Linked DNA regions of Mus musculus: all the other regions are linked to region 1. Evidence: chromatin contacts called from public Hi-C and promoter capture Hi-C data. All regions are on one chromosome and are shown on one strand. Each heading gives the region's core, a stretch centred on a gene start, on an enhancer-like site or on the middle of the called end of the contact. The rest is flanking DNA. Distances are from core to core; before and after follow the strand shown.

Region 1 (2,835 bases), core at 245-2,744:
CAACAGTTTGTCAATACTTGCTGCCAGGAGAGCTTGCTTGGGTATCAGGTACCATACCCCTACTGTGCAGAGGCTCTGGGAAGAGCGAACCTGTCACTGCATTTTCCACCTGGCTTTAAAATGTTAAAGACTTTAAAACTCGAAGTGCTGTACTTCATTTAAATGTCTATAAATTCTACAGTCATCAACTTCTGCACCAGCAGTAAAGTTTAATCTGATTTATACAGCCTGTTACTGTAATCTTCTTACTCACCTGACTAACCAAAATGCATTTAAACATTTTATTGAGCAGACTCCTTTTTATAGGAATTTTAATCTCTAAAATATTGTGCTTGCTGCTTTTCCTGCTTGGGGAGTAAACTGAGGTAACAAAACTGTATGGCTTTATTTTTCCATCCTAGTCTAGAAAAAAGTAACCAGAGTTTCACCAGGTCAAGTAGCTAGGTTCGCAGCAAACTGTAATCGCTCTGTGAAAATAAGGGTTTGTGCTCCAGCATATTCAAGGGATCAGAAGAGAATTTCAAGCACCAGTTTCAAAATGCTAATCAATATCGTCCAGAGAACTGATTCCTCCTCTTGGGCTGCCTCTTCTGGAGCGTAAGCCTGCTGCTGACTGGCTCCTGTTGGGTCAGTGAAATAGGCAGCCTCTCCGAATGGGTACTGATCCACAGTTCTGTCATAGTATACCCTCATCTCAAAGTCGCTCTCATGGTGAGAGGGGTGTCCATAAATTCCTATCCCGACCGGTCGCTGGAAGTGTGCCGGTATAGAGACCACATCCTGGCCGCAAGTGACAGACTGCAGCTCATAGTCGTCGAAGCTCGGGTGCGGAGTGCTGTCCGACACGTACAGGTCCGCATCCCCTCTCAGGCTCTGCATCCTGAGAATAATTTTACCCTCATGGTTCAACCGCAAGTAGCTGTAATTCCCGGCTCCTATTTGGCCCTGGACCACGTGCAGAAGGAGCCACTCCTCCGGGACGTCGTCGTCTTCCAAACATTTTACCAGGGTCACCACCTGGGACGCCAGGATCATCAACAGGGCGCGCCTCCAGGGAGTAGCCATCGCTGGGGCACTCAACTCGGGGACTCCCTCATCTGCAGTCGCTGTGCTGGGAAGGTACGGGTGACAGGCGTGACCCGAGGTGCTCGTCCACGCAGACCAAGATTCGTGCACCTGGGTCCCGGGAACCGACGGTGGGGAAGGGGAAGGAGAGAAGGGATAAAGAGTAGGGAACAGCAGAGAGGGAGGAGCAGAGGAGGCGGGTGGGAAGAGGGAAGCGGTAAGAGGGACCTTAGGACAGGCCCCTGGGGGCGCAGGTGTCTGGAGAATAGCGAGGTCGCCAACCCCGAACTCACCGCCACGCCCCGCAGGCCACGCAGCACCCGCAGCACCCGGGCTCAGCCTGGAACTCGCCCCAGCTGGCGGAAAAGAGGCCGCGCCCGGAAGTGTGGTACTCCGGAAGCGAGGGCTTTTGGGAACCAACTCCGGCCTAAGGGACCGGAAGTGAGGTAACGCCAGGCTCTCGCGAGAATAGAGCAGCTTTCCCCCGTAACCATAGCGACGCGGCTGGCGTGGTCGGTGAGTTCCGGGGAAAGTGGGCTGGACGGTCGGTGAGGCTGCCAGGGATTGCAGCTTGCGACAAGCTCCCTTGAGGGGATGACTGGGAAGCCTGCTCCCGGATGGCGGAGGGCCGAGCCGCGCCCGGTCCAGCCTTCTCCTCCCGCGCCCCCAGAGCCGCGCGTGAGTGGCCTCCCTAAGCCCTGCAGCACAAGCCCCTGAGTGCGGGCAGCACCGGGAGGGACACTTTTGGATTTGTCTTAAACCATGACAGAAGGGAAATATAAATTTCAACATGAGAACTACTAGTAAGAAATGATTCCTCCCCCCCCCCCAAGCCCACAATTGCCATCACCCCACCCCCCACATTTTTTTGGGAAGTAATTTAGTAATTAGAAAACTTAGTGTACATTTAATCAAGTTTAGTGGCGAGTTCTTTAGCCTTTGCTTTTTCCAGCTTGGCAACGCGAGCCACAGACTTAGGGCCCAGCACGTTGCCTCCTCAGTGGCGACGGATCTCGTTATATCTGTGATTACAATTGATCCTAATAGCTTCCACCAGCTTAGCCAGAGCACCCTTGTCTTCCGGGTTAACCTATGTGAAGGCAACAGTGGTGCATTTCTTCCTGTGGACCAGGCGCCCCAACCTGGGCAGGACAAGCAGGAAAACCACCAGCTCAATGGGGTCTACATCATGGGCAATCACCACCAGCTGAGCCTTCTTGTTCTCCACCAAGGTGGTGACTATATTGACTCCTGCTCAATGGACAGGTGGTCTCTTAGTTGGGACGTCGCCTTTGCCAGCAGCTTTCTTCTCAGCAGGGGCCAGTAGCCTTTGCTTCTTTTGCGTTGTCTCTGGCCTGTACTTGTGGGCAAGCTGTTTGCCTGTCCAGGGCCTGGGTGAACTGGTTAATGGCAGGAGGGACTTTGAGCCGCTTGTAGAGGATGGCTCTTTGCCGCTGCAGCATGATGTAGCGGGGCCATTTGATGAAGCGTGTAAGATCTCTTTTGGGCTGGATGTCCTTCCCAAATGGCGAAATTCGTGGGCCTTTTCTCAAACTAAGGATTGACCACTTTTTTGGCCTCCTGGTCCTTGACACCGGCGATGCTCAGGGTCACCTTCTTCCCTTGGCTGTCTTTCCTTTAGGCATCTTGCTTGGCTGGAGGAGAAAGCATGCACACAGTTCTTAAGACTAGATTTCATGTCTGGAGACTTTTCCTGGTTTATAAATGGGTGGAAAGGCAAGAAGTTCTTTGTCTCATTTTACAAGAACA
Region 2 (2,835 bases), core at 214-2,713, 2.0 Mb after region 1:
TGAAGAAAGTAACATTAAAATGTTTGTACTACAATATATGTAACTTCAAAACCATAGCAACAATGTTATAACTACAAATCACTTAGTGAAACTGAGTGATTCTTAGGTATCTAGGACAGAGCCCTCTGTAGGCACAGAGCCAGAGCATGAAATTCAAACACTGCAGCTATATTCTTTCTTTTGTGTATCTTTCAGTTCCGCTATCAATTTTAATTTGAATTGATTCCTTTCAATTTGTTTTGGACTCTGGAGGGATTTTCTTGTTTTACCTATTCGTTTCATAAGTTTTGAAAACTCACAAGTCTTGCTGTTTCTACCTTTATCTCCTACAGCCATTACCCTCTTTTGAGTAACTATTAAGTTTCTGCAATATTCTTCCATTTTCTCGATATGTGCCTACATATATGTGTATATGTATTTCTACACCTTGCTTTATTCACTCAAGCCAGGACTCATTCCAAAGTAACACATAACTATTAATGTCTGCATCCTCACCAGGAAACAGGATTTCAATGTATATTTCCATTATAAACAAAGTTGATCCTCCTTCTATGGAATATTTTAAGGATCTGTGAACCATCTGTTCACGTCCTTCTCCATTTTCTTTAGTTTTCCAAGGACCCTGCGATGTAAACTACCTAGTGGTGGCATCTGGTCTCTACTGTAACTGTATCCTTATAAATGATCTCAGGCAGGGCACCTACGCTGGGGATTAACCGGGCTCATAAAACCGACTAAGCCTAAATATGACTGTCCCATCTGGGAAGTGCTGAAGAGACTGCCGAGCACCGCTGTTCTTGCTAGAGTACTCCAGAACCCTCACCCGGCTGCCTTCCCGGGGCTTCCAGTCTGCCCACACGCGCAGCCTCCTGGCTCCTCGACTCAAACCCAAAGACGCCCCGGGGCAAAGCCGGCGGCCCCAAGAACGGCGACGGCTTCTAAGTCCCCCTCCCCCGCCCCCAACTTAAAACGAGGGGCGCTTAAGCATGAAGCCGCTGTCTCCCCGTTCCGGCACGATGCGCGGAAGCATCCTGAGCTGTGAGACTGCCTGGAAGAGCCAATCACGCGCTTGTCGGCTCGGATTCCTCCGCCCAGGCCGCGCAGCAGCCGCAGGTGGCCCCGCCGAGCTTGTCCGGCAGCGGCCGTCGTCCCGAGATGCCTCGCGGGTGACCTCCGACCTCGCGGGCCCGCCCTTCTCTCCGGCCGCTTCCCTTCCCAGCCCCGCTGAGCTTGCAGAGCCCCGACGGGGCCGGTGCGGGCTTCCGCGGACTGTCTCCGTGCGGCGGCGGCGTAGTGCCGCTGCCTCTCCGCGCCCCGAGGTCCCGAGCGGGGCCGAGCCGGCCGCCCCTCGCCCCTTCTCTCCAGAGGCGCCCGGCGCGGTGACCGAGGAGGCGCCCGAGAGGCGCGTCTCGGGTGAGTGGGCCACGGGCGGGGTCTCCGCGGCGCGCTCGGGGCGGGGCGCAGTCCGGGCGGGGCGGGGCCGGCGGCAGGGCCGGCTTTCCTCCCTCAGCGCCATTTTGTGGCTGCGAGACCCGCAAATAAAGGTTCTCGCCAGCGCTGCGGCGGGAGGAGCGCGGGGGGGCCGGCGGCGGCGCGGCCTCGGCCTGTGTGACTGGCGGCGCCCGCGCAGCCTCGGGCTGGGAAGGTAGGTGCAGCCCGCAGCGGGAATGGCCACGAGGGCCTGTGGGGCCGGGGAGCGAGGCGCGGCCGCCCTAGACCCGGGGAAATGCACTCCGGGCCGGAAGGGCGACCGGGCCTGCGGCCGTGCAGGTTTCCCGTTAGGCAGAGCGGTTTGCTGCCCGTGGGGATCCTTGCACCGCTTCGCGGCCATTCTACTTCCGTCCCTGACGGCAGGGGACAGGGCGGGCGTTCCCGCGGCCGGGGAGGCGGGGAGGCCGGAGGCCGCCCTCTCGGGGCTGACTGGCCATGCCGGTCCTTTCCCCGCCTCTGTCGCCCCCTCCCACCTTCCAGGGTTCGTCACCGGGGACCCAGAGGTACCCACAGTTCTGTATGGCACAAGTGAAGCATTCTGTTTTGTTTTTTGGGTTTTTTTTTTGTTAAAAACAATTCCGTACCACGTAGTAGCTTGTCTTTGCAACCACGTTCACCTGTGGACTTCCATTTTTACATAAGTGCATGCATTGTGAGAGTAGTTCTTTTTTTTTTTTTTTTTTGACAGCTTAGTGGAATTTTTCGTGAACTTCTAGTCTAGTTTTGGATTTCTGTATGGCTGATTTGACCGTATTTAAAATTGTTTTGCATAAGACAGCGGGTGCACGGTAGAACAAGACCTAAGTTTTCCTCTCTGTGTACATGTTTTATGGGCGTGGGGGGCGGCTAGGCCTTGTGCATGCACGCTAGGCCAGCCTTCTGCCGTTCAGCAATTCCCCGAGCCCACAGTTCTTGGTTTGAGAATGAGGAAGTCAGTTAATTTGACCCCAAAGGACTAAGAATACACTGTAAGCTGGTTGTAAAGATCGGTGAGCCTGTTAAAGCTTCAAGGAGCATGTTATAATCCTCTACGTTTTATTTACGCCTTTTTCATCGTTTTCACGCTCTACCCTAGCCTTTTCATTTAGTTAATTTTATTGTTTGGAAAGATAGGTGGAAGTCACAGATCAGTTACTACAAATTCTACCTTTCTTTCCCTTTAGCTTATGTTTGAGCTTTGGGACTGGAGAGTTGGCTCAGCAGTTTCTCTTCCAGCACCGGAATGATGGCTCTTGACCATCCTTAACTCTTGTTCTGGAATTTTGACTTCCCACTTCTGACCTCAGTGGGTGGCATCAGGCGTGCACGTGATGCACATATATACGTGCAAAACATTCATAAAAC
Region 3 (2,835 bases), core at 138-2,637, 1.1 Mb after region 1:
CAACAGACAGGGCTGCGTTCCCAGTCTCTCCTTTCTTCCTACACTTCACTACAGCAGAAGCCAGAGACAACCTTATATAGAGTACAGAGAAGCTAATGACTATAGGACCAGTGGGTAACAGAACATCTAGTCCAAGCAGAGGGAGGCTGGCAAATGAGAATGGCTGGAAGTTTGGTGCCTCTGACCTCTCTCCCCATGGCAACCCACCTCCATCTCTAGACTGGAAGCTGATGGTCACAAGCAGGAGTATTATGGATGTTCCTTCAACCTCCATTCCAACTGTCTTCCACCTCCAGGGAGCACTCTACATAGTCCATAGCACCTGAGTGCCTCTCCAGTGGAAAATTAGGATATCTGAAGTGCTATAGGCCAGCCATAATCCGACTCAGGGCAGATACAATAGGCTACCAAAACCCTAGCCAAGTTTCATAATGCAATTTTCCCTCAGATTGTGACATACTGACAAATATTTAATATACTACAAATTGTGGTGTTGGAACTTATGTTTAAATATAAATTCTATGACCATCTAATATACAGCTAAATACACAGCCTTACAGGAAACTGCATCAAACATATTTCGGGTGCCTGGGTGATAACTACATCCATTACATGAGGTCACTCACTACATGAGCTTCTGGTTTCACGTCAGCACTTAAAGCATTTCAAATTTTGGGATGAGATGTTCTTTAAGATGAAAGGGACACAGGCCATAACACAGCTCAAGAGCATTTAATGGCCCTTTGCTTGCATGCTACAAGTCTGCACTCAATCCTGTGTCTGCATTCACTTCCCAGAGGGAACTTGGGAAAATAAGCATTTAAAAGGGGAGGTGGGGGCTTCCAATAAATAATCTGGGTTCTGGACACAGAACACTAAATAGATATGAATAGAAAGCCAGCATGTTACACTTCTTACACATACAGTGTCTGCTCAGTCAACATTGTTCACCTAGGAGGTCCTGTTAGTGCCCCAATTACAAAAGTAGTATAAGCAGAGCATTACCTTCGTAAGTGTGATAGCTGTAGTAGGCAAAGTGATTCCTTCTCCCTGGGATTAAGAGACATGCCAGGACCCAGGTGAAGGCAGCATCAGCAGGACAGAGACCATGCAGAACAGGTGGAAGAGGGAAGGAGGAGAAGAGATGCAAAGGGTGAGCTTCAGTAAGATGCTTCAAAGGAAGAACTGGCACATTTTACCCACCAGCATTCAGAGCTGTGGGGAAAAGACTACAGTAGACCCAGTCAGTGTTTTAGAAACCAGTGCAGACTGTTAAGGAAAACAGCGGGGTAACAGGTGAGTCACCAAGCAGCAGGACAGCTTGTGTTAACAGTGAGTTAACCTTATAGGTTACCACCCCACTTGGCTGGCTCCCTCCGTTTAAAGGGCACATTCAAATCCAACACACAAGAGAATCAGTACCCTGGCTTCCATTCTTCTGTAATCCTGTAAACACACCTGCACCTCTGAAAATTCCTGCCAATACCTCCCAGTCTTCCACATTGAGGGCACACACTTAACTGACAATGTGCCTAATGCAAATATAGTCCTTATCCACCCATAACATATCAATATGCATGAATATTTCTCATAATGCAAAGTGACACAGCTCTGAGGCAACAAAGACCTTATTCTAGCACTCAGGCCCTACCAGCAAACCTACCACCCTTAGGACAAAAACAATGTTTCCTCATTTTGGATATGAAGGTAGCTCTCACAAGCAGCCCAGAGACTTAGAAGGGAGTGTGGATCTGGAGAGGCACTGAAATTAAACTGAGTTCATTACCTGCTATCAGAGACAGTCTTTCTTAGCTATCTTCATATCCATTGATCTGCTTACATAGGAGCTCGATAAATGTTGCCTGAAGGTAACCAAGTGCTAAGAAAGGTACTGGTGAATATGCAACTGTGTTGTTGCTAGCATTTGATGAAAAGTAGGACAGAACTGACCTTTATCCAGGGTCTGCCATCTTTGAAACACAAAACATTAAATGCATGCGGTTATCTGACAGACAAGTAAAAATTAAGCAAACCATGGAAGCAGTCATTAGATACGAGGGTTGGGCCAATCTATGCTGTTACCACTCTATGTCTGAAGCCCAGAATGGTGTCTGATGTAGCCTCTCTGCTGTCTACCAAAGTCTATTTTCTACTATACATTTAAAGATTACTGTCAACTGCTAACAACTAAGACTCTCAAACTACCACACATAAGTTCTCCAACCAATGCAACATTTTGATGGACAGACCCATCCTTGAAAAAGACCCTCAAAGTTTTCAGTTAAAACCCAATGGCATTTTCACCATTTCTCTTCCTTCCTTCAGGTAAACAGGCACCATGTCCTTACATCACAGAACATCTCTGACTAACAGTGAACTCCTAGTCAGAGAATTGAGGACAAAGTAGCACCAATAATTCTTCACAAACTGCCTAGCAATGAATACAGGTCCTCAAACATAATAAATATGAAACTACTACCCTAAGAACCACACGGCCTTGGCCATAAATTAGAGTGGCTTTCACACTTTACTATTCTATTCAGCATCGGTGTATCTCAGCTATCTCCTAAGACTGTTGAACCACAAAGAACATATCTAATCTCTAGTTAATTATAATAGCCAGCTGGGAAAAACCGAAGCAGCCTTAGAAATAAAAATGAACACTGAAACCTGAAGGAGAGAGTTGGAAAAACCTGCCCAAGGAACCACATATTATTAATGTAATATATCCTTTTTAATGCTATTTTTCTGTAATTACTGACTTTTATTTTAGTTCCTTACCAGAAGAAAGTAGATAAAATATCTTCACAATATTTAATAATACAGGCCACATAA

The links. Promoter capture Hi-C pulls out the DNA fragments that hold promoters and counts their contacts. A called contact is a pair of places that touch in the nucleus more often than the background predicts.
Region 2: a contact with region 1 is called in a Hi-C map of B cells, with 8 read pairs. The contact joins the promoter of Wtap here to the promoter of 1600012H06Rik in region 1. A contact is called at or near these places in 13 of 39 promoter capture datasets (the C10 cell line, the HPC-7 cell line, cranial neural crest and 7 more), 1 of 484 Hi-C or Micro-C datasets (B cells), 3 of 115 datasets of contacts at active chromatin or transcription factors (astrocytes, embryonic stem cells and large pre-B cells) and 2 of 9 other capture datasets (adipose tissue and liver).
Region 3: a contact with region 1 is called in a promoter capture Hi-C map of liver, with 3 times the contacts expected there. The contact joins the enhancer-like site here to the promoter of 1600012H06Rik in region 1. A contact is called at or near these places in 6 of 39 promoter capture datasets (the 3T3-L1 cell line, embryonic stem cells, frontonasal cranial neural crest and 2 more).

What each region holds. Positions count from the first base shown.
Region 1 is chr17:14,941,843-14,944,677 of GRCm38.p6, reverse strand. 1600012H06Rik (RIKEN cDNA 1600012H06 gene) reads right to left here and starts at 1,494. Exons shown (of 2, transcript NM_026451.2): 1 at 1,359-1,494; 2 at 1-1,111. The coding sequence starts at 1,065. The coding sequence ends at 508. It overlaps Wdr27 (WD repeat domain 27), which reads left to right and starts at 1,554. Exons shown (of 25, transcript NM_175173.3): 1 at 1,554-1,581.
Region 2 is chr17:12,990,887-12,993,721 of GRCm38.p6, reverse strand. Wtap (Wilms tumour 1-associating protein) reads left to right here and starts at 1,463. Exons shown (of 8, transcript NM_001113533.1): 1 at 1,463-1,645.
Region 3 is chr17:13,824,158-13,826,992 of GRCm38.p6, reverse strand. Afdn (afadin, adherens junction formation factor) reads right to left here. Exons shown (of 33, transcript NM_010806.1): 9 at 1,006-1,050. Among named protein-coding and RNA genes, the nearest start is that of Tcte2, 64 kb to the right of the region's middle. Within about 2 kb of position 1,387, at least 10 of the 459 cell types and tissues checked have an H3K27ac peak or open chromatin away from gene starts, as enhancers often do. A contact at or near this core is called in liver, where this site is marked.